Regions from separate parts of the Mus musculus genome. Here all the other regions are linked to region 3. A link is a contact called in public HiChIP or PLAC-seq and promoter capture Hi-C data. All regions are on one chromosome and are shown on one strand. Each heading gives the region's core, a stretch centred on a gene start, on an enhancer-like site or on the middle of the called end of the contact. The rest is flanking DNA. Distances are from core to core; before and after follow the strand shown.

Region 1 (3,270 bases), core at 71-2,570, 760 kb before region 3:
TTCAAACCCAGTTCTGAATAGCTCCAGGAAGTTTTGCTTTCAGTTTTACACCTTTTCTAACTTTATAATTTGTGGTCATCTTAGACCACTCAGGGCCACAGTGATAGTTTCTATTTGTGCACACACTGTGTGTGCTCTGAATTTCTCAGCTACTTGGCCATGTTTTCTCTTTTGCCTCCAAAAGCAATCGTCTTAAAATTTTTGTCAATCAAGTATGCACTTCCTTGGTAACAAATTTTTGTCTTCTGTGTATATTCTACACTGTGCTTACTGTGATATGTTTGTGGTCCCTGTTTGTTTGTTTGTTTTATGGAATAACCACAGATTGGAAAAACAAAGGGGTCTAGCATGAGATTTTGCAACAGTGGGTTCATTATCTATAATATACTCTATTTTTCAAACTCTCATATATCCTTAAGTCTACCAGAACTATACGGGAACAAAAATGATTTTTTTCCTTTCATTCTTCATGAAGTCTTATCTAGGACTGTCTGTAACAAAAGATAGATTAATAGGAGAAAAAACACTTGAATATTTTGTAACCTCTTGTGCACATGAGAGAAATCAGTAAATCTTTAGAGTTAAAAAAATGGTTTGATATTAGGCTTAAATATTGTTCTTGGTAAGAAGAAAGTCTGTGGGGAGAGGCTCTGTTATGATGCAATCATCATGCTGTAAAGATTCAAGTCGGTGCCTTCTTCATCACCTTGTTTGGAAGAAGGCTCAGGGCTAATCATCCAGCGTGCAGCAAGTCCCTGTAGTTAATACGCAGTAGTATAAAGGCATGTGTCCTGATCTTGTCATGTCTTTTCCCTTCATGATAGTGGTTTCTTTATAGATGTAAAACAGAATCTCTTTTGTATTTGCACTTTCCAAAATCAGATCAAAATAATTCTTACACCAGTGAAGGCTATTTAAAGACACAGAAATAAATTATAAATTATATACTATATATTATTGCCTCCTTCCTTCCTTCTTCCCTTCCCATCTCTGTCTTTGGCAACCAAGGTCACAAGCAGTAGGGATCCCAAGATGATTTTCTTAGTCAGCAGTCTTGTTAGTAACCTGGAGATTTTCCTTCATATGCCTGCAAATGTGTGGACTCCAGTGTTCAGTCCCCATGCTGCATCAGTACTACTGGTATGCACCATTTCACCATGTAGTTCCTCTTTTCTTTTTTCACTTTCTATTTTTGTAGTTGTTGTTGTTGTTTTGATATTTGGTTATTTTTTAAATTTATATATCAAGTGTTAGCTCCCTTCCCAGTTTCCCCTCCTCAAACCCCCTATCTCCTCTCCTTCCACTCTGCTTCTTTGAGAGTGCCCTCCACACTCTTGCCTCACCTCTCTAGCATTCCTCTATACTGAGGCGTCCAACCTTCACAGGACCAAGGATCTCCCCTCCCTTTGATGCCAGATAAGGCAATCCTCTGCTACATATGCAGCTGGAGCCATGGGTGTCTCTGTGTGTACTCTTTGGTTGTTGGTTTAGCCCCTGGGAGTTCTGGGGGATCTGCTTGGTTGATAAACGGCTCCTTCAGCATTTTTCCTATCTCTTCTTTTATTTATTTATTTATTTATTTATTTATTTATTTGGTATTTTCTTCATTTACATTTTCAATGCTATCACAAAATCCCCCATATGCCCCCCCCACTCCCCTATACTCCCACTCCCACTTCTTGGCCCTGGTGTTCCCCTGTACTGAGGCATATAAAGTTTGCAAGACCAATGGGCCTCTCCTCTGATGGCTGACGATGTCATCTTCTGATACATATACAGCTAGAGACATGAGCTCCAGGGGGTACTGGTTAGTTCAAAATGTTGTTCCACCTATAGGATTGCAGACCCCTTTACCTCCTTGGGTACTTTCTTTAGCTCCTCCATTGGTGGCCCTATGATCCATCCAATAGCTGACTATGAGCATACACTTCTGTGTTTGCTAGGCCCCAGCTTAGCCTCACAAGAGACAGCTATATCAGAGTCCTTTCAGCAAAATATTGCTTGTGTATGCAATGGTGTCAGCGTTTGGAGGCTGATTATGGGATGGAGTCTCTAAATGGTCCATCCTTTCGTCTCAGCTCCAAACTTTGTCTCTGTAACTCATTCCATGAGTGTTTTGTTCCCAATTCTAAGAAGGGGCAAAGTGTTCACACATTGGTCTTCGTTCTTCTTGAGTTTGATGTGTTTTGAAAATTGTATCTTGTATCTTGGGTATCTTACGTTTCTGGGCTAATATCCACTTATCAATGAGTACGTATCATGTGAGTTCTTTTGTGATTGGGTTACCTCACTCAGAATGATGCCCTCCAGGTCCATCCATTTGCTTAGGAATTTCATAAATTCATTCTTTTTAATAGCTGAGTAATACTCCATTGTGTAAATGTACCATATTATCTGTATCCATTCCTCTATTAAGGGGCATCTGGGTTCTTTCCAGCTTCTAGCTATTATCAATAAGGCTGCTATGAACATAGTGGAGCATGTGTCCTTCTTACCGGTTGGAACATCTTCTGGGTATATGCCCAGGAGAGGTATTGCAGGATCCTCCGGTAGTACTATGTCCAGTCTGAGGAACTGCCTGACTGATTTCCAGAGTGGTTGTAAAAGCTTGCAATCCCACCAACAATGGAGGAGTGTTTCTCTTTCTCCACATCCTTGCCAGTATCTGCTGTCACCTGAATTTTTGATCTTAGCCAATCTGACTGGTGTGAGGTGGAATCTTAGGGTTGTTTTGATTTGCATTTCCCTGATGATTAAGGATGCTGAACATTTTTTCAGGTGCTTGTCAGCGTTTTGGTATTCCTCAGGTGAGAAATCTTTGTTTAGCTCTGAGCCCCATTTTTAATGGGGTTATTTGATTTTTCTGGAGTCCACCTTCTTGAGTTCTTTATATATATTGGATATTAGTCCCCTATCAGATTTAGGATTGGTAAAGATCCTTTCCCAATCTGTTGTTGGCCTTTTTGTCTTATTGACAGTGTCTTTTGCATTACAGAAGCTTTGCAAATTTATGAGGTCCCATTTGTAGACTCTCAATCTTACAACACAAGCCATTGCTATTTTGTTCAGGAATTTTCCCCCTGTGCCCATATTTTCAAGGCTTTTTCCCATTTCCTCCTCTATAAGTTTCAGTGTCTGTGGTTTTATGTGGAGTTCCTTGATCCACTTAGATTTGAACTTGGTACAAGAAGGTAGGAATGGATCAATTCTCATTCTTCTACATGATAACCGCCAGTTGTGTCAGCACCATTTGTTGAAAATGCTGTCTTT
Region 2 (3,317 bases), core at 450-2,949, 990 kb before region 3:
TTACTGTCCCTTCCCAGCCAGGCACAGAATTCTACATTAGCGGATCTGGTTCAGCACCATTGAGGAAAGCTTCCTCTATTACAATTAGTTAGAATCCCGAGTGAGGCTGACTGAAGACTGGCGAGCAGAAGGCGATTGAGTGTAGGTGGGAAGAGTTTGCTCTTTCCTTCCCAATGCTTTGGGGGCTCAGACAGGATGCTGGGAGAGGAATATGACGACGTGCTCAGAGATAGAATTAGACATCAAACTGAATAACTCGAAAACTAAAACACATTGTGTGAAGGGCTGAGCCTTGATGGTCCTTAAAATGTCCACTGTGGATACCATGATATCTAGCTGGAAGTTCTGCTTAAGCCTGTGAGCCCACATTTTAAATTCCAAACTATTGGTTATCCAGACAGCGAGGGGATTGTTTCTAGGGACTCTGGTCATTTTTAAGATACCTGAGTACCTGTAGCTCTCTACTTATCATCTGTCTCTTTTCTCAGGTTTTGTTTCCTTCCTCAGACCTGCCCCATACTTCTATTTATAAATTGCTCAACGCTTGGCAGTGGGTGAGTCATACATCATGCCATAGGCTGTCTGTTAATAGAAATGGACATATTATCCTGTTTTTAAGTATAAAGAAAAAGGAAATAGAGAAAAAAGTCTTTGTGGCCTCAAGGAAAAAGCAAAGAAGAATCTTGTAAGCTGAGGTCTGATGATGGTTGAAAAGTCATCCTTTGTCGAAATAGTTTGCTGATGTTGAAGGCAGTAGGCACCTTTCCTTAGAAGTCATCATGACTCAGTGTTTGGCCTTATAGTTGATGTGTTATCAGGAAGCTTAATTATTAGATGTGAGCTTTGTCTAAGTGGATGCAAGGGTTTACCCATGAGGCCCTGGTTCGGAATTTGTGTTTTGCTATCTGAGTTGAGCACATGATGCTCTCCAACTTCTGCATAGGAAACCCCTCATTCTTTAAACCTGAAAAAAATTGTGTAGTAGAGTCAGCAAATCAATCACAAAATTGGACCCTACAATAGGTGAATACGAAAGACGAAGCCAGTATGACCACATTTATTCTTTTACATGGCGTCTTGGCATGATTTTAGGGCACTGCCTTTTTCTCTAAGATTCCTATTTAATTAATGGAAGCATAAAGTTTGTTGGAATGAGGAAAGGAGGCTATTTTTCCTTTCTTGAGGTCCTAAAGAAAATCTAACCTGCTTTGCTGAAGATACTCACATTTTAACAGCACAGCATGGATTACGAAGTTTTGCTGGTTAAAATTTCTGTTATATGACTTGAACCATTTAAAAAAAACAACCTTGGCCATGGGAAGGTATTTGTATATATTTGTATGTGGTATGGAAAACAGACACAGACATACACAAACACACACACACACACACACACACACACACACAGACACACACACACACACACACACACACACAAGCACACACACACATATACACACACTATTCATTTTCCGAATGCTGGAGTGTTGTAAAATTCTGTTTTCTTTTCATTTCTGGATGTTGTAAATAAACTGAATCTATACAGTAGGCTTTTGTCAAACTCCCAGAATGACAATTTTATTTTATAGCATACCCTAGAGTGACAGCCAGAAACTGTTCTGCACCACCTCAGTACAAACAAAATTAGCTTTTCACAATATTTTTGCAGATGTTAAAGGTCATTAATAGAATGAAACCAGATGACTAAAGCAACACATTCAGAATGATTGGCCTTCATTTTTCTTCCTGGCTTAAAGACACAGAGACCCCTTTCTCTCCTACTTGGCTACATTTCACATTTTTTTTTTCCTAGTTACTTAATGGCTTCCAAAATCATAAAAGTAAAAGTGGCAGGGTATGTAGTTCTTGGCACATGCCTTCTTCCTTGTTTGACAGAGGTAGAATTTTATTAGACAAAAATAGTGTTAACTGTGTTTTGTTTTAAACACTCTGTGTTAACAATTGCTGGGATGTTCTGTTTTCCCCAGTGAAGCTTTTGTTATGAATGACATGCGATCTCCATCCCGCTGCAACAACCACGAGAGGAGAGGAAGTTAACTGCATGGGGCGCTACTAGACTTCTGTCAGAAAGGAAGTGGGTGAGAGGGCACCAGTCAGTCTTGCAGCTTAATTATTGTATTCTTGTTCAGGTTGCTGGCATGCTAGCCATTTATCTTACGTCCTATCTCAAATCTTATAGTATTTGGACCATAGGTAAAGAAACTACAGTTTATATAAATGGATGTACCTATGCCAGCCATAGCCACAGATCAATTTGGAATTAGTATAACGTCTAAAATGATCCTTTACTATTTAGTAGGCAAATATTTGGAAACTAACGTTCATCATATGGTGAACAGAATGAAATAAAATACAGCTCACTTCATTTCTTAGAGAAAATGAAATGGTAGTGTAAATATGGTTCTCATTTTTCAGATATTACAGTTTGAATTTGAAATATCCCCCAAAGGTCCATGTGTTAAAAGCTTAATCTTCAGGCTGACCCAATTGGGAGCTGGTAGAACCCCTTTTTTTAAAAAAAGAAGGCTGGGCCTAGTGAGATGGTGGGCTATTGAGGATACATTCCTAAGAGAGGTGTTAGGACAGTCTATCCCCACTATATTCTTGTCAGCCACCATGAGATGAGCAGCAATAGGGGTGGGGTGGTAGTCTTTGAAAGAGTGACTCACAATGAACCTTGGTTCTGCTTAATTTGTCCATAGTATATAGTTTCAGGGATGGAAAACTGAGGAGTCCATCAGAGTTCCTTGTGGGCAAGCAATGCAGAGGTACAGGCATGGAAAATACAGTAAGTTATTCAATAAAACTGACTCATCTGCGGAAGGGGCCTGTGAATGGTAGGTGTGTGGATACAGATGTGGGGAGGGTTACTGTGATACAGGGAAGGTGAAACTATTAGATGACTTAGAGTGAGGAAATAAGCATCCTTCTGTCTTGAGTATCCTGGAACCACAAGGCTAGCTATGGAATCCTGAAAGAATCGGCTGTATAGCAACCGCGTAAAAAACAAAAACAAAACAAAACAAACCAAAACAAACCTCATTGAGGTTCTACTGCACCTCAGCCTCTGTTTGGGTTCTGAGAGAACAGTGGAGTACTGAGTGCAAAGGAGTTCCTAGATCAAGTTAAATGAGGTGGGAAAACCTATCTTAAACATGGGTGGCACCACTCCATGGACTGAATAAAAAGGAAACGGCAAGCTGATTATCAATATTCACCCTTCTCTTTGTCCTGGTCACCGATGAAATGTAGCCCCCTGCCTCATGCCATTGGTATCACCATTTCATGACTGTGAT
Region 3 (3,051 bases), core at 252-2,751:
TGCATAGAGGAGAGAACCCCAGGATGCTAATTTACTATCCTTACAGGGCATCTGTTGCTTCCTCAGATCTTTGCATTTGACTGGTGCTCCTATTATAAGGGAAGAGAAACCTGGAAAAGGCTGCAGAGAGCTAGAGAGTAGCTGGCTATTACCCACCATGTACTAAAAACGGTTTGGGGTGGGGGATGGGAGGTAACAAGACTGTTTCCATATATTCTTTGACGCCAGAAACAGATACCTGTGGACATGAATTTTCCACTTTTTTACAGGGTCTTAGGCCCCTAAGGTGTGAAGCAATCAGGAATTCACCCTTGAAAGGTAAACATTGCCCACCCCTATATTAACTTCTCTCTAAAGTCTTTCTCAGGGAGAACGTAAGATGTCCGCTGGACAGTCATCAGGGTCCCAAAACTCTCCCAGATGCCAGGGGACACAATATTGCAAGTTTTTGGGGTTGACGAAGTAAAGCAAAATATGGATGATATCTTTATCCTACCAACAAAGAGAGCCCAGGGAAGCAGACAGCTGATTCGTGAAGGTTGGGGTGGGCAGTGGAGCTCCAAGAGTGCTACTGGGAATCCAACAGTGAAAGTATAATTCCAAGAGGCAAGTAACTAGCCCAGATGTGTTCCCTGTAGCGCATGGTGTGCTGATAACTGTTTCCTTATTTACCCTTCTAAGCACCCCTGGAGTCTTTTTTGCTAGTCCCGCAAGGGCAGGCTCAGCCTCTGCAAACCCTCCCACTGAGAACCAAAGCCGAATGCCGAGGCTCTCTGAGCACTAACTCCAGGAGCACCGCTCCTCGCACAGAGATCAACTGGGGTCCCTTGGTCAGCTGCACACTAGAATGGGGCAGAGGTTGCGCTCCCTGCAGGCTCCCGAGCAGCGCCACAAGACAGCCTCTCCTCTACCTCCCGCGCGGGGCAGAGGTTGGCAGTGCAGCTAGCGGGCAGGAGTAAGTGGTGGGGGGCTCAAAGAATGGGGTGGGGCGGGGGTGGGGCTGCGGGTGCTGGGCGGGGGTGCGCCACAGCGCCCCCTTGCTGTGCGAGCCCCACGGTGCCCCAGTCAGCCTTTGCTCAGTCTCTCCAGCCCCTTTGTGTGATTGTATCCACCTCCATGGCACCCACCCGGGGGTGCTGACTGGGGCACTGACGCTGCCCGGGGTCCCGCCACTACTGATCGAGCCGCATTCCCTTCTTCTGCGTTTGTCCCTCGCCTGGTTCTCGGTCCCCAACTGTACCCTCTGGGCCGCGTCCAGCCTCTGTCGGCACCCCGCCGGTCCGGGGCACTAGTGTCCTCCGATCTTGATCTCCCCTGCAACACCACACACACTCCATCACTCCCCCATCCCAGGCCTCTAACGTGGAGAAAAACTAAAAGCAAAGCAAGGCAGAGTCTCCAATAAAACGCCCAGTACCCCGAGCCCGAGCGCGAGTGCCGGGCGGCGAAGGGCGCGGGAGGCGGGGATGGGGCGGCGGGCGGGGGGGACAATGAGCGCGTGAAGTTACCTGCCCGGCGGCGGCGGGCCGACAGCGCCGGGGCCGAGCGGACCAGGCAGGCTGCGCGCTCGGTGTGGACGGGTGCGCGCCACGGCTTGGGGGGGAGAGTTGAGCGCTTTTCCACCCTCTGTTTTTTTTTTCCTCTCTCTCTCTTTTCTCTCTCTCTTTTCTTCCTCTTCTTAAACAAACCACAAACGGATGTGAGGGAAGGAAGGTGTTTCTTTTACTCCTGAGCCCAGACGCCTCTCTGTTCCGTCTGAGCTTTTTTTTTTTTTTCTGAGCACTTTTTTTTTTTTTTTTTTTTTCAAAAAGGAAAAGAAAAGGAGTTGCTTGATGTGAGAGTGAAATGGACGTAAGATTTTATCCTCCTCCAGCCCAGCCCGCTGCTGCGCCCGCCGCTCCTTGTCTGGGACCTTCTCCCTGCCTGGACCCCTACTATTGCAACAAGGTGAACACTCTGCTTTTGTCTGCACCGATTCTGGCGGCTCGATCCCGGGAGGGGGGCAGCGGTGGCTGGACCGCGATGGGGCCCGCTGGGCGGACTGGGCCGGCTCGCAGAGGCCCGTCCCGGGCGCGCTCGGTCGCAGCCCGCGGCGGCGCTGCGTGCGCTCGGGTAGTAAATATTGTGGAGCAGCTCCGGGGGTTTGCCAAACAACGCGATTGTGCGGAAAGTGACACGATTTGCTCGGATTCTTTCCTTCCTGCTGTTCGCCACTAAGGATCCCTGCTTAGGTTTGCCGGGAGACATTTAAAAAAAAAAAAAAAAAAGCGAGAGATCGAGAGAGAAAACCCACGGAATACTTTGGGGGTGTGTCTGGGGTCTGGGAACTGAGGCAGAGTAGGAGAATTCAGTTTATATTCTAGTTCCTTCTTCTCCCTCCCTTTCTTGGACAGCGGGGGCTCGTGGCATCGCTTCCTTGCTCCGGATCACTTGCCAGAGGAGCAGCTAGGAGTCGGGGTGCAGGGACCCCGGAGGATCCGGCGTTCCCACACCGTGAAAATTATTCTGTAACTCTTTTGTTTTCTGTTCCGGCCGCCGAACTGGAGTTCGGACGCTGGCCCTCGAGACCAGGACGCTGTGGGCTAGTCGCATTATGATTTGGGGGAACAGATCTCGTTTGGGGGGTGTGGGGTGTGGAAATAGCAAGTTTACAGGAAGCCAAGCTAGCGCTTTGCATTCAAGTGTAAAGCTCCGACGCTCTTTGCCTGGCTGAAGCAGGGTCCCTGGCTGGGCTACATCATAGTCTGCTGACTTGGGCCACACAGGACAGCGGAAAGGTATTTAATGCTGGTGATCCAGAATGAGAACTCTGGCGAAGCTGCCCCGGAGCTCAGCTTGGCCCAAGGATAGGACAGCCAGGAGTTTCTAGGGAAGTAATTGCTCTCCTGGCTTCATGCACGCAAAACCTGAGAGGGACACGGAGGGACCGGAGGGATCGTCTCCAAGAGCAGCCACAGGCCACATCTCTCCTCTCCTGGGGCTTGGTGGATTTGTCTAAGCAGTCCTAGCTGATAGAGGTTGCTGGGGACAAGAAGGTCTCTGAAATGCATG
Region 4 (3,161 bases), core at 329-2,828, 740 kb before region 3:
TTAAATATTCAGAATATTGAAAAATTATAAACATGTGAAAGTTAAACTCAATAAAATATAGATATAGTCACTTATTCCTATTATTTAAACTTGAAAAATGCAGAAATAATTGCATTAAAGTAAAAATGCCAAATGATGTGATTAATATACATTTTTAAAATATTTTAAAGGCCAAACCACATTCATTTTAACTTTGGAGAAGATAAATTTTAAAGCATTCAAATTTTCTTTATCCAGATTAAGATTCCAATTTGCTTATGTTTATTGTGCTTTGAGTTTTCTAATCTCTTGGTTCTGTTCTGCAGCTTTGATCCAGTGAGAACCCTTTGGGGCCCCTATAACTTTACCTCACTCTGGCTCTTGATCGAGTACTTCTGCGGGGCCATTTTGCTTGCCTGCTGTAGCCCGTTTGGTCCACAGTGAGTCTTGTTTCTTTCTACTTCTTTTTCTTTCTTTCTCTGCATTAATTACTTTATTTACTCACATTACAGCCTGATTGAAATGCCCCCCTCTCCTCCCAACCCACTCTCGCACTCCTTTCTCGATTTCCCCTCCCCTTGTTCTCAGAGAAGGGGAGGCCCTGCACAGGGAGACCTACCCATCCTGGTACATCAAGTCTCATCATGACTGAGCACGTCTTTTCCCAGAGATGCCAGACAAGGCAGCCCACTTATGGGAAAGAGATCAAAAGGCTCACAAGAGTATCAAAGACAGCCCTGCTCTGTTAGGGGACCCATATGAAGAACAAACTGCAAATCTGCTACATACATGCAAAGGGCCTAGGTCCATCCCATGACCTAGATTGGTGGTTCAGTCTCTTTTCTATGCACGTAATTTCTGTAGATTATATTGATAACTTCCACTTTTCTCTTCCCAAGACCTCGTCCAATTTGTTTCCATGTTAATTTCATGAACATTAATGAGAGAAGTTCCATCTTTCCTCCCATACCCACTTTATTATCTATTTCTTGTTAAATACCTGCTTTTGTAATAACATCATATGATATTATTTTTCTTTTCTGCTGGTTGCATCATATTTTTTCATGTCTGAGGTTCACAGTGGTTTATTTTTACTCAAATTGTGCATCATATTTCTTTCATTATTTAAAGATATATTCTAGATGATGGTTTGCATTTCTGCAATCAATCTTGTTTTGGCAGAAAAGGAAGTTCCGGAGAAACTCTTGATTCATTCAGGGCTGTCTGTTCCATTCTTGGAATGCACATCCAGATAGCCTTTTTCTAGTTAATTAGTTCCTCTGTTGAGGCAAGACATTTCCAAAAACTTCACTCTTCTCTAGTGCCTTTACTCAAGAGATCTTTCCATCTGGCAGTGGGCTTGTATAAAGCTGACAATTGCCTTCTGCCCTTCTGCTAGTGAAGAGCTGTACTTAGCCTGGTCTCAGAGGGGCTCTACAGACCAACAGAACCATTTCTGTGCAGAGAAATACCTGTTCAATTTCTTTTTTTCTGCAGATTCCAGGCATTTTTTGCTTGCTTGCTTGTTGTTGTGGATTCCAGCAGACTGCCAGACTCTGTCTGGGCTCCAGTTGTCTATGCTGAAGAATGAGGAGTACCTCTGGGAGGCGGGGCAGACTCAGAGTTCCTGTTCCAGAGGGTCTCCACTCTGCTCTGCTCTGGTCACAGGGGCACAGTGTTATAAGGAAAGAATCCTCACAGCATTTTTTTTTTCAGTGTTCACAGTAGAATTACATAGTTTGTTTTAATCTACATAGTTTTTAATATGATGGACTTTTTTGTTTTAAAATAAATAATTTTACACCTCAATAAAAGAGATGTTCAACTTTTCAGTTTTAGACATTTTATGTAATGAACATATATATCATTAAAGATAGAGCTTTTCTCTTAAGCAGTATAACCTTGATTTATTTGGCTTGTGTTTTAAATTACTGTGTCTTTTCTGTAATAGCAACTTATACTAGTAAAGTTTTTTTTTTTTGTTTTTGTGCTAAATTTACCATAGTTGTGTGTGTGTGTGTGTGTGTGTGTGTGTGTGTGTGTGTGTTTAGTTGCCAAATTTGACACAGTTGAATAATTTCCACTGTCAAGCCTTGTCTGGAACTGATTCTGCAGCCTAGGCAGGCCTTCCAAATTAAAATAGTCTACCTGCCTCAGCCTTGGGAGTCCTGAGATTACAGAAATGAGCCACCACCCTAGACTATGTGCAGGAACCTTTTATTTTAAAGGAGAGGACCATTTTAAGATCATGAATTGAGGGTAGAGGCATGGCTCAGCAATTAATAGTGCTTGCTCTTCTCTAAGAGAAACAGAAGACCCAAGTTTAGTTTCCAGCATCCATATTAGATGGCTCATAACCATTTGTAACTGTACCTCCAGGAGATTTGATGTACTCTTCTGGCTTCTGTGGATATCCACCCAACCAAGCAACACCTCTCCACACACACCAAGATTATGAATTTAAATAGTTGGAAAATTAGACAAATGAAAACATATTTAGAAGTTAATATTATAAGTAGTAAGCAAAATAAAGAAATACACAAGCAAATAAACAAATAAAAAGAAAGCCAGAGGGGAGTCCTGCACTGACTGATGGTAATAGGTGTCATTTGCTGGGTCTATAGTGTGCCTATGGAACCCAAGAGCAAAGATGCAGGCACAGGCTCTATGAAATTATATTTTTAAACCATCCAATTAAATTTATTCATAATTTTGCATGGATGTTTTAGGTTGTCAAAGTTCTCCTTTGGTAAGTGAATTATTGCTACAGTCTACTACAGGGAATTTCCCTGAGATTAACAGACAATTAATATTCTAGCTTGCCCCTGTAGCAGGCAAGCCACCTGTTTGATGGATTAGGAAAAGTCCAGTAGTACACAAATGAGTCATTTTAAAAATAATTGAAGGAATAAGTAGCCATAGCAATAATACACAAAGGAAGAATGAATTACAAGTTTTCATTAAACTTGTTTCTTTAGGTTTGTATCTAGGAAATGAGAGGTATCAGAGTTAGCAATACTGCCTGAGAAAGGGATTGTAAAGTGACTCTGGAGGAGGCCGAGTTTGCAATAAGTTGGTGCCATGTTCACTATGTTGGAGTGAGCACCTCTGAGACTAGTCTGAGTGGTGCCAACCTTTCTCAGGATGCATTATCCTTGTGATGTTCTGGGGAGAGAAGGCAG
Region 5 (3,337 bases), core at 117-2,616, 900 kb before region 3:
CCCCCCAAGATGAATCAGGGTACAAAACCCATATGATTTAATATCTTTGATTTGTAGTTTGACCAATGCAAAATTAGAACACTTGGATTACTCCTCACATGGTTTACACACTATGTGAACAGACTGCATACTGGAAAGAGTAGATAAAAAGCACTGTTTTCTATACAAAATGAAAAGACATGCAAACATAGCCCCACCACATCATGACCCTCCATGTGCATTAAGCAGAATATGTCTGGGAAGTAGATGGATGCTCGTTGCCACATTAATCTCATTGTTTTGTCAGTTGACTTCCTGACACCCATCTTTACAATGGTGTTTGTGGATTAAGGCATCCATTCTTGTTCTTACTCTAATGAAGGAAGCACTGATACCCTGTTTCTAGTTATAAAGAATGACAAAGCTGTGCAGAGCCAGTGTATCTATTTTTCTTGGTGGCAAGGCATGATTTATAACAGCCTGCCATGCTGAGCATATGCCCTATCTAACAAGGAGCCGTGTTACTGCTGAAGTGTGCCATCCTAGATCAAATGCCAAGCAAAGTTTCAAAAATCTTAATTCACTTCTATAGGGTGATGTTTTATTTTCAGTTCTGTGTTAGCCCATTGTGTCTGCCACAGGATAAAGAGTCTTAAATCCTGTTTGGAATTTAGAGTTGAAATTTATTGTTTGAAATATATTTCATGATATAAATCCCACTTTGTAAATCCCGCTTTTCTTTCTTGCTCTCTTTTTCACTCTGTCTTGCTAACATGGTCTAGATACTTCGAGTAATTTGTTTGCTTGCTTGTTTTGATTGCAGTTACACTTGCAGAGAGGCCATAGACAGTGTTTTGAATATACAGTCTTACTTTTAATGACAAATTGGGCAGGTATAATTAAAACAACAGCCAAAATGACCCAAGAAACACAGGGGAAGAAATAATCTATGTATTCAGATAACATGTAGACTCTTAACAGTTCTCAACACTCATTGCATGCCCAGTCCTTTAAGTAGACACGATATAACTTTCATTGGATTTTAATTGATGTTATAGAAGATCTTTTTAATTCATAAAATTAGAAATGTGTACTGAGAGAGAATTCCAGGGCCCTGCTTACAGCTTTAGTTGCCATGAGGTTATTTTTTTTCTCTTTTTAAAGTGACACGAATGGCTTTGTCACATTGAATGCTCACCAGATAAATGAATGGTTTCAGAATTACTACATTGCCATATGCTCTCTTGCTTGGCAGTTCTCAACACACCGACGAAGACAACATAGAAGCTTCTGTTCTGCAAAATGTTTCCTCTGATCTCAAAATGTGTGTTCGTGGTGTGGGAGCTAGTCAATGTGGTCAACAGAAGCCAGCCTCTGAGAGTAAATGACAGTGGGTGTTACAGTATTCTTCTACAATAGCAACATTTGTTTCAGGAGACAATGCAATTCAGAAGGGAGAAATATGCTAATTGGGATATTGCTGTTTGGATATGTGTAGCTCTTAGGAAATGCCCTCCTAATTCTCCACCTTACATGATCTCAGGATCCAGTGGAAGGCTGAGAATTTTTCATCCATTGACAGGAATCCATTAATAAAACAACAATCTTTTGTGTGCAGTAATCTTTAATCTTATTTTGTCACACACTCCTCAGTTGCATCTTCAGTCATTTTACAGTATAATTTATGGCATTGAAACAACTCGGGCCCTGGAAAAGGTCAGTCTGTCAAGGTTTAGTTGTCTTTGAAGAAAAGTAATAGAGCATTATTTATGAACCAAAGAACACACTTCTCTACTTTAATCAATCAGAAAGATGCTTGTATTATTGCATCTTTTGCCACTACATTCCCTGTCCCCATCCAGAAGAAAGCCCAAGCAAAAGATATGCCAATCTTGCTTTCTCTTTCATGTTACAAAAGGCTTGTTACCTTTTATGCTTCTTCTGCTTTTGTGTTCATAGCACTATGGAAAAAACAGGTCTGATGATGTCTGATACCTGGGAACAATTTGTCAGTTATGAGCAAGGGGTTGATACTTCTTAAAGATCATCGACCGTCTGGACAGATTAGGCAACCCCATCCAATGAGCTCATCCCTAGGAATCCACCTGACACGACAGAAAAGGGTCTCCAATTAAAAACCTGGGGAATAAAGGCAGAGTTGAAAAGGTTTGAAACTGTCTTCAAGAGCAATCAGCAAAACAAAAGCAATTACTGTGTTTTGTAGAGAAAATCTCAAAACATAACCGCAGTTGGTCTCCATATGCTTCTACAAACCACTAGAAGCACAAATTAGAACATGCTGTGGGGGAAATGAATTGGTAGTTCACTAGAGAAAACACTTACAGCTTGAATGAATGCCCCCAATAAGGCTTTAATTTAGGTAAGAAAAGATGTTGGGTGTGAATTGAATAACAATAGTTACTAATGCAAGCTTATCAAAGTTTAAAAATTATATAAAACATTTTTAATTACAAATGCTTAAATATGAACCCGTATATTTTTGAGAATTTATTGTAGAATGTATTATATGACTTTAGAAATATGTAAGTATATGCTTTAAAAATTAACTGAGAATGATTCAATGAAAATCTCCATGGAAAAATAAGGCAGAGATATGGAAAATCACCTATGATTGAAACACTGAGCTTGAACATTACATTAACCAAAAACATCAACCAAAAGCATAGCCAGCATAGTGATTTCCAATTCTAAAATTATTCATGTATGTATTAAATGAATCATGAAGATTCTAAGGTCATTCATATTCAGTGAAGACTGCAATTTAGTCAAGATTAAAAAATACTTTTTCCATTTCTCCAAACTGAGTAGCAATCCCGTGAGGAAGCTCGGTTTTAAGTGTCAAAACTATTTTGTAGTAATCGGAAAAAATACACTTTTAGTTGCTTTCGAACTCTAGAATAGGGTAATAAAAAGACCCTTTTTCAAGGTTCTAGAAAATTAGAGACTGGGGTGTTTGTTAACACTAGTGGAGTTCATTTAAAATGCATCTTGATGAACTCTTGACCAGTTTAGTAAAGGAGAGCTTGAAATTCATTCCATGGTATCTACCTCACTGCCGTACTGTGCATTCTTTTAGATTCCCAGTGAAGCTTTGCAGATCCAGAGTTCTGGTGTAGGAGAACCTGAGAAGTCACAATACCAGAGTATGCGCTTTAATCTTTCCAGAGACAAGGGAGCTGTGGAACAAACAAGTATCTGTAGACTAAGGTCTGAGACCACAACTAAAATAAACTGCCTTGCTCACTGGAAAGTATCTGGAGAAAGAGTACTATCTTTTCTAGTATACAACAAACACCTTGCCTGAGAAAGACAGAGAGCGCTGCCCCTGGCTTTTTCA
Region 6 (3,345 bases), core at 196-2,695, 700 kb before region 3:
GGAACATAGCAAAATGTTTGTGTTTTAGTACTTTCAACATCTCTGAGTCATTGAGTTCCATTTGCTTATTGGTGGAAAGCATAAGCAGAATATTTTATTCCCACACTTATTTATACAGCACACATATAAGGCCTGTTTTGACCTTGAGTCATATGCAGAGAATTGCCATTTCTCTGGTTACTATTGCCAAATGGTTGTGAAAGTTATCTGTGTGGCCAGCCCTCCCAAGCGAGCTCTTAGGTTTTGGTTTTGCTGCTGCAACAGTACCACTAACGGGGCAATTTTTACGAAATGAAAGTTTAGTTGGTTCTCAATTCAGGAGGATGCAAAGTTTAAGTTCAAATTGCTGGCACCTGGTGAGATACTCCTTGCTGCTTTATTATCTGGGAGAGGGCATAGAAGGTGAGAACATAAAAGTTGGGGTTTCTTTCTTCTGGTAGATCTAATAATCCTATCATGGATACTTCATACTCAGGATCTTATGTAATATTTTTAATCCCAAAGGCCTCACTTTAAAAAACCACCAATACGTGAATGTGTAGATTGAGTTTCAAACAAGCATAAGAACTTTGGAGATATATTCAAAATGTAGTGATCTCCGAGGAAGCTTTGAATTCATATAATCTGCACACACTAAGGAAATGGACAACCAATAACTGGCCCAACTGGAGACCCATACCATGGACAAGCACCAATCTCTGACACTATTAATGATACTCTATTATGCTTGTTGACAGAAGCATGTTGTCCTTTGAGAGCCTCCACCTAAAAGCCGACTCAGACAAATACAGATTCCCACAGCCAAATACTGGATAGAGCTTTGGGGGTCTTATGAAAGAATATGGGAAAAGATTGTGGGCCCTGAAGGGGACAGGAATTTCACAGGAAGATCAACAAAACCAACTAACCTGGATTCTTGGAAATCTCAGATTCTGAACCACCAACCAAAGAACATACACAGGCTGGACCTAGGCCTTCGCACACGTATGTAGCAGATGTACAGCTTGGTCCGTGTGTGGGTCCCAAACAACTGAAACAGAGGCTATTCCGAAAGGTATAGCCTGTATGTGGGATATGTTCTTCTTGTTGGGCTACCTTGTCTGGCTTCAACAGGAGAGGAAACACCTAGCATCACAGAGATTTAATGTGCCAGAGTGGGAGGATGCCTGGGCAGGGGGCACACACTCATAAGAGAAGGGGAGAGGGTATGAGAAAGGATTGTGGCAGGGGGTGACCAGGAGGGGGACAGTGAATGGGAAATAAAATGGATGATGAAGAAGAAGATGATGATATTAAAATAAAAATTCTGCTCATAAAGTTAGTTAGAAAGATCCTTGTGCTCCAGGCACACACAGTTCTATTTCCTACCACCTCTCCTACCAACTGTTTTCATAACCTCAGGGCTAATGCAGAGAGGTACCAGGGTGTGGCAGGCTGTACCAATGAAAGCTCAATGAAAAGACAAAGGAATCAAAGCCAGAACTGACAGGGGACAGCATGAAAGCTGTAGTTACACCTGCCAAGCTGGGGAGTATAGGCATCTTAACTCGACTGTCTCCCACAGGAATGCAGAATACTGTTCACATTTTCTGAAGAGAAAGAACAGCTTCCACTTGCCTGTGCTTCAGTCTCCTCCAACAGAAGACTCTGCAACCAGAAAAGAAGATCCAGTCTTTTTTGTAAGTCTCTGACTGACCTAATGTGTGGTGAGCTTGATACCACAGAGGGACCTTCTTTAACAGATCCTTAAATTTCAGGTCTGGAATTTGACACTTTCCAATGACATATTTCAACCTGTTCACCAAGTAGACAGAAAATCAGCTTTTAGACTGTTGGTGCCAGGTTGGTGATACCAAGTTTGGCTTCCTTCTGAAGGCTTTAGGACCAATTTCATGCCTATCATGTGAGTGGATTTTCACTGCCTTTCCTGCCCTTATCCATTTCACAGACTTGCAAAAGTGTTCCAGGTTACTGAAGTCCTGTAAGCATGGTCAGGACATGGTAAGTACATAGAGGTCTTTCCCACCGTGTATAATGGAACACTTGGCAAAAACACTTTTGTGGTGATTTATGTCCCATCACATTTTTTTCTTTTGCAAACAAGTATAGTTTTCAAAATGAGAGATGAGTTACATTAATTGGACTATCATTCTTCAAAATATGTAGAAAAAAGGCAAAATTACTGCTAACATTCAAATAATATGAATAAGGACATAAGAAACACCTTAGTCAATTGGCTTACGGAAATACATCCAAATCTTCACCATTTTAGATAGCACGCCTAATTTTATTCTATTATATAGTCTTAAACTTCTGTAATATATTTGTCTTATTACAGGTTGTGTTGTTATAGCACAACTCCTAGGGCTTAATCAGCCAACATTTCTGCATGTTTCAAAGCATTCCTTTGTCATCTGTTGCTTCTGGAGAGGCTGCATGCTAGCTTCATCACATTGCTCTAGATGCTAGCAGAAAAGAAAAAAAAAACATAAACACACTTTAAAAGGGAGAATTAGAACTGGGCAAGTTCTTTTTGTAAACTTCAGTTCTGGGGACCAACTCCTTGTGTAAACTGACTTCATTAACCCTTCCTAAAGGACATGCTTTCTGGACCACTCAACATCCTCCTTTTCGTCCCCTCCTCTTAATCCTCTTTCTGCTCTTTCATCTTCCACTCCTTGGAAGTGAGCTAGATGCTTACACATTCAAGTAGACTTCCCCTTCTACATCCTCAGCCTAAGGCCTAACTTCTTAAAAGTGTATTATTGCTCAAAACTTACATGACACATGAAACTTCACTATAATACAAGTACTACCAAGTCACAGCATCATACATTGGTGGGAAAACAGATCATTCAAATTTGAGTCTGTTAATGGTTTGAATCAGAATATCTCCAAACAGGCCTAGGTGTTTGAACACTTGGTCCCCAGTTGATAGCTATATACAGGTACATTTAAGAGGTGTGGGGCCTTACTGTATGTATAAAGTGAGTCACTGAAGGCGGTCTTTGAATTTCTCAATTCCTTCTCTTCTACTTCTCACTTGTGTTTGAAATGGAGATTCCCAGCAGTTCCCAGAACCATATCAAGTGCTTGCTGCCATATTTCTCTGCCATGATGGACTCTTATCCCAACTGAATCATAAGACAAATAAATCCTTCCTTCTACACATTGACTTGGTCTAGGCAGCATTAAATATTAACTAATATGAGTCTTGATCAATTACTGATTCTGGAGGTGGGACTCTTGATTGTTCCTCAAGGTAACACATCAGGATGAGTTAGGTGGTAGATGCCTGCAGGCTCTGGGTTGTCAAATCTATGCCATGTGATTACAAGATCACAT
Region 7 (3,472 bases), core at 827-3,326, 650 kb before region 3:
TTTGCATTAATCCCACTTGTTAATATGAATAATCATTGTTTTGTACATTGCTGCAATGTTTGTTTATATTTGAATGACTGTTGATCTATGTTCTTGTTCTCTTGGTCTGCCTTTCATGTGAAGGGGAGCATTTGGCCTACAGTCATGAGTCTCCACTATGACCCTTTTTTATGACTGCCTTGACTTCAGTAGTTATAAGACTGTTGAAGTTTTACTTCTTGTCTTCCTCAGCCCTGAGGCAGGTTCTGTCTTTTTCCATCTCATCTAGGGTTTGAACTTACTACACTATTACTTACAGGATCTTTATTCCTTTTCATTTCTGTAAAATCAAAGCCATTAACCTCCTTTAATTCATCACTCTATTGATCTAAGTTTTCTGTCGTTTCTTCACTAATAGATAAAAGTCTTGCCAAAAACATTTGCCAATTCAGAGTCAAGTTTTAGTCATTTTGAATTTATTGGTTTTCTAGTTTGTATTTAATTTCTAAATTAAATTCTATCATTTCCTCTGCTTACTTTGGATTTAGTTTAGTTTTAAATTTCTAGTTATTTAAAGTGAGCAGTCATTGTGATCTATTCTTAGGTTGATCTCTTTTTTTCTTCTTCTTCTTTAATATGGACATTTGCTACTAAAATATTTCCCCCTGTGTATGTGTGGCCTGGATCTAAGAAGTCTTCCAGAGGGTCTTGTATTAAAGGTGTGGCTTCAATTTGTGGAGCTACTGGAAGGGTGTAGAGCCTTCTTAAAGAGAGAAGGGACACTGGGGACATTGCTTTGAACAGGAAACCTGGAAGCCTTAGCCTTTGCGTATCTCAGGGCCTCCCAGCACCCTGTGAGCCAAAGCTTCTCTCTTAGCTATGGATGATTGTACTTCAGTCAGCTGAAGGCATGGATAGAACTACAGGTTTAATTTTTCACTGTATATGGGTATTCCCATAATCCTTGGTTTAATAATTTGTCTGTCTTGGCTAAGTATCTGAATGTATTATACTGTTCAAATGTGAAATATCTATAAGCACTGTCAGGTGGCAAAATTATTGTCTTCTACATTTGATAGTTTTTATTTACACTTTTGAACTATTTAGTAATGGGTACATTTTTTAAAAAATATTTAAATTCTAGCAGGATTTAAATGACATTTTGGTTAAATATATCCAGGTCAACTCAGAAACAAGGAGGTAAGGTCTGTTAGAAATCCTCAACTCCAGCAGACTCTATCTCCTCCAGGAAGTTCCCTGTTAGCCATAGCTTTAACACATGGGCTTGGGAACACTCAAGTTTCAAAGAACACATCCTATCACCCTTCTAACACTGGCTTCTGGGAACTTAGACCTTCATCTTTTAGGTTTCTGGACAAGCTTGAATGTGCTGTAGATACAAATGTCAAATACCCATAGAGAGAAAGAGAAAATGAAAAGATTGGATATATATTTTTAAAAGCAAATCGTTCACCAACAAACACTTAATATCAGAACTGAATCAAATCAGTATAATGCACAGGGGTACTAACCTGCAATATTCATTATGTCAGTATTCCACTACCTAAATGGATAATTCCTACCCTGATTGATCTACCTCAAAGCAACATGGGTAAAAGCTTTCTGTAAGCTGAGCCAATTGAAATGATTGTCTTCGATACTCCTAATTTTAAAGTTAAAAAGAGTGCTTAGTTAGAAATGACCCCAAATGCTTGAAAGAGCATATAGTCTTTGTAAGAGCATCGTTTTAAAGCAGGAAAAAATGCCTGCTCCAATCCTTTGAAAATGTGTGTGAAGCAGCCAGAGAGCTGTTTCTTTGCCTTTGCCAACATATTTTCCCCAAAATGAGGTGTCCGCATGTTCAGCCAATCAAATAAACTGTCTGGCTGAACATCCCAAGGTGCTTTAAAATTCAGTAAATAGTACTAATCACTTCCATTTCAGTATTGATATTAAAGGCCCTATTCATGCCAGAAAAAAGTGGAATGCAGCTGTTCTCTGCTTTCCTTTCGAATTTGTATGTGGGAGCTTGCTTGCATAATGAGAAATATGCCGGTATTTTGTGTTCATCTGTATTGAAGAGGTTTAGCGCAGGCCTGCACAAAGACACCGTGGTGAGATGGGAACTTGAAAGAGTGCACTGCTTTCAGCTCTGGAGTGGGGCTGCATGGAGAAGGGGAGGGGGACTCGGGCTTCTTTCTTCTTCTCTTGTGAGAACATCAAATGCATTTGAACATTCCATGAGCATACATTTGTTTGCTGCTCTTAAAGCATCTTTGCCAACTTCTCAAAACTATGCTGGACTTAATCCTGAGCTTTAGGGGTCTGGTGTATCCATGAATTTCTAGAGCAGTTGAACACATTTTGAAGGAGAATTCAAAATTGTGTTCTTATTAATTCAGTGATGCAGCACTAAACAAGTGCCTATTGTCATGAGATTTTACTTTTAGGAAATGCATTTTAATCTTTTGAAAAAACATATCAAGATTTTTGTTCTGCACATGTTTCTCTTCATTGATTTGAGTAGTTCTTTATGGATTGTATTAAACAATCCAGTTCTATGTGTAGCACTCATTTAATTTGGTGCAGACATATACTTGTTCTTTTGGGTTTTCATTTAAAAACATCATGGTTTTCAACAAATATAACTATATATATATCAAAATGTGCTTTTCTTCCTTTAATCTTTGCTCATTTATCATTATAATTTGCACAATGAAACTATTTAACTTGATTTTGCTAGAGCAGAAATTACAACTAGAATGAATGAGTGTTATTTAAAAACTATCTTTACTTCTCTTATGTTTCCTTGTTCTTTAATATAGGAAAAAGAAAAGGACGCTTTCCCAACAACTCCTGTTTGCTAGAATTCTTTCTTGTACAAAAGACTGAATAGTTTAGATCTTAGTGTCTCCCAAATGGCCTGTGTGTTCATGGGCTAACTTTCAGATTTTTATCATAGAAATGTAAAAAATGTAGGGTGCTAAAAGTGCTAAAAGTGTAGGGTAAAACCTCAGGTATGGTCTTGTGGTCATTGTGGAGATACCCTTTATAGGTATGGTAGGACCCTGGAACTGCTTCTCTCTCTCTCTTGAAGCTAATAGATTTCCTCCACTAAACACCTTGGACTATGATGCACAGCCACAGCACAGACCAACCACTGGCCAAATTGTCCAAACCTATGAAAAAAAAAATAAACATCTCCCTTTATCTACCTCCTTGTAAATTTACATTTTAAAAATATTTTGTTATATTAACAGAAACCCAAAACAAAGTTTAATTCTTTCTTTTACATTAGATGCAAAAAAAAAAAATCCCTGAAAATACGTTTTGATAAAATTTTGAGATCTTTCAAATGATAATTTTGATGAGTTGGAAAAAGAGAATATGATTTCTGTTTTACATTTTTCTTCACTTTGAGCTCCTGAGCATCGAGCACGTCAAGGCTCTCTAGTGTGCTGTATTTCTTTACCTCCTTATCTTGTCCTATACT

What was found. Promoter capture Hi-C pulls out the DNA fragments that hold promoters and counts their contacts. HiChIP or PLAC-seq counts read pairs in DNA pulled down with a chosen protein or histone mark.
Region 1: a contact with region 3 is called in an H3K4me3 HiChIP or PLAC-seq map of the SCID.adh cell line, with 4 times the contacts expected there. The contact joins the enhancer-like site here to the promoter of Tox in region 3. A contact is called at or near these places in 2 of 39 promoter capture datasets (hippocampal neurons and liver), 7 of 115 datasets of contacts at active chromatin or transcription factors (DN3 thymocytes, the SCID.adh cell line, acute myeloid leukemia and 4 more) and 2 of 9 other capture datasets (adipose tissue and liver).
Region 2: a contact with region 3 is called in an H3K4me3 HiChIP or PLAC-seq map of embryonic limb bud, with 7 times the contacts expected there. The contact joins the enhancer-like site here to the promoter of Tox in region 3. A contact is called at or near these places in 12 of 39 promoter capture datasets (the C10 cell line, the HPC-7 cell line, HPC-7-derived erythroid cells and 8 more), 1 of 484 Hi-C or Micro-C datasets (CD4 T cells), 7 of 115 datasets of contacts at active chromatin or transcription factors (SST interneurons, T-cell acute lymphoblastic leukemia, acute myeloid leukemia and 4 more) and 1 of 9 other capture datasets (adipose tissue).
Region 4: a contact with region 3 is called in a promoter capture Hi-C map of stem cell-derived epiblast-like cells, with 3 times the contacts expected there. The contact joins the enhancer-like site here to the promoter of Tox in region 3. A contact is called at or near these places in 9 of 39 promoter capture datasets (the 3T3-L1 cell line, the C10 cell line, frontonasal cranial neural crest and 5 more), 3 of 115 datasets of contacts at active chromatin or transcription factors (T-cell acute lymphoblastic leukemia, embryonic forebrain and large pre-B cells) and 2 of 9 other capture datasets (adipose tissue and liver).
Region 5: a contact with region 3 is called in an H3K4me3 HiChIP or PLAC-seq map of the SCID.adh cell line, with 7 times the contacts expected there. The contact joins the enhancer-like site here to the promoter of Tox in region 3. A contact is called at or near these places in 14 of 39 promoter capture datasets (the 3T3-L1 cell line, the HPC-7 cell line, HPC-7-derived erythroid cells and 9 more), 7 of 115 datasets of contacts at active chromatin or transcription factors (DN3 thymocytes, the SCID.adh cell line, acute myeloid leukemia and 4 more) and 1 of 9 other capture datasets (liver).
Region 6: a contact with region 3 is called in an H3K4me3 HiChIP or PLAC-seq map of the SCID.adh cell line, with 11 times the contacts expected there. The contact joins the enhancer-like site here to the promoter of Tox in region 3. A contact is called at or near these places in 8 of 39 promoter capture datasets (the C10 cell line, frontonasal cranial neural crest, hippocampal neurons and 4 more), 2 of 15 datasets of contacts at CTCF or cohesin (large pre-B cells and pro-B cells), 2 of 484 Hi-C or Micro-C datasets (CD4 T cells and double positive thymocytes), 11 of 115 datasets of contacts at active chromatin or transcription factors (the SCID.adh cell line, SST interneurons, T-cell acute lymphoblastic leukemia and 8 more) and 2 of 9 other capture datasets (adipose tissue and liver).
Region 7: a contact with region 3 is called in an H3K27ac HiChIP or PLAC-seq map of SST interneurons, with 8 times the contacts expected there. The contact joins the enhancer-like site here to the promoter of Tox in region 3. A contact is called at or near these places in 3 of 39 promoter capture datasets (hippocampal neurons and liver), 1 of 15 datasets of contacts at CTCF or cohesin (large pre-B cells), 4 of 115 datasets of contacts at active chromatin or transcription factors (the SCID.adh cell line, SST interneurons, T-cell acute lymphoblastic leukemia and 1 more) and 2 of 9 other capture datasets (embryonic stem cells and liver).

The regions. Positions count from the first base shown.
Region 1 is chr4:7,748,216-7,751,485 of GRCm38.p6, reverse strand. No RefSeq gene overlaps it. Among named protein-coding and RNA genes, the nearest start is that of Gm23860, 71 kb to the left of the region's middle. Within about 2 kb of position 1,320, at least 12 of the 459 cell types and tissues checked have an H3K27ac peak or open chromatin away from gene starts, as enhancers often do. A contact at or near this core is called in the SCID.adh cell line, where this site is marked.
Region 2 is chr4:7,976,618-7,979,934 of GRCm38.p6, reverse strand. No RefSeq gene overlaps it. Among named protein-coding and RNA genes, the nearest start is that of Gm23860, 160 kb to the right of the region's middle. Within about 2 kb of position 1,699, at least 17 of the 459 cell types and tissues checked have an H3K27ac peak or open chromatin away from gene starts, as enhancers often do. A contact at or near this core is called in the HPC-7 cell line, embryonic limb bud and second pharyngeal arch cranial neural crest, where this site is marked.
Region 3 is chr4:6,989,286-6,992,336 of GRCm38.p6, reverse strand. It overlaps Tox (thymocyte selection-associated high mobility group box), which reads left to right and starts at 1,501. Exons shown (of 9, transcript NM_145711.5): 1 at 1,501-1,947. The coding sequence starts at 1,846.
Region 4 is chr4:7,724,703-7,727,863 of GRCm38.p6, reverse strand. No RefSeq gene overlaps it. Among named protein-coding and RNA genes, the nearest start is that of Gm33752, 77 kb to the right of the region's middle. Within about 2 kb of position 1,578, at least 4 of the 459 cell types and tissues checked have an H3K27ac peak or open chromatin away from gene starts, as enhancers often do. A contact at or near this core is called in stem cell-derived epiblast-like cells, where this site is marked.
Region 5 is chr4:7,893,025-7,896,361 of GRCm38.p6, reverse strand. No RefSeq gene overlaps it. Among named protein-coding and RNA genes, the nearest start is that of Gm23860, 74 kb to the right of the region's middle. Within about 2 kb of position 1,366, at least 9 of the 459 cell types and tissues checked have an H3K27ac peak or open chromatin away from gene starts, as enhancers often do. A contact at or near this core is called in the SCID.adh cell line, where this site is marked.
Region 6 is chr4:7,685,526-7,688,870 of GRCm38.p6, reverse strand. No RefSeq gene overlaps it. Among named protein-coding and RNA genes, the nearest start is that of Gm33752, 38 kb to the right of the region's middle. Within about 2 kb of position 1,445, at least 15 of the 459 cell types and tissues checked have an H3K27ac peak or open chromatin away from gene starts, as enhancers often do. A contact at or near this core is called in the SCID.adh cell line, where this site is marked.
Region 7 is chr4:7,641,700-7,645,171 of GRCm38.p6, reverse strand. All of the region lies in intron 3 of Gm33752 (a long non-coding RNA gene), which reads left to right. Among named protein-coding and RNA genes, the nearest start is that of Gm33752, 5.5 kb to the left of the region's middle. Within about 2 kb of position 2,076, at least 15 of the 459 cell types and tissues checked have an H3K27ac peak or open chromatin away from gene starts, as enhancers often do. A contact at or near this core is called in SST interneurons and hippocampal neurons, where this site is marked.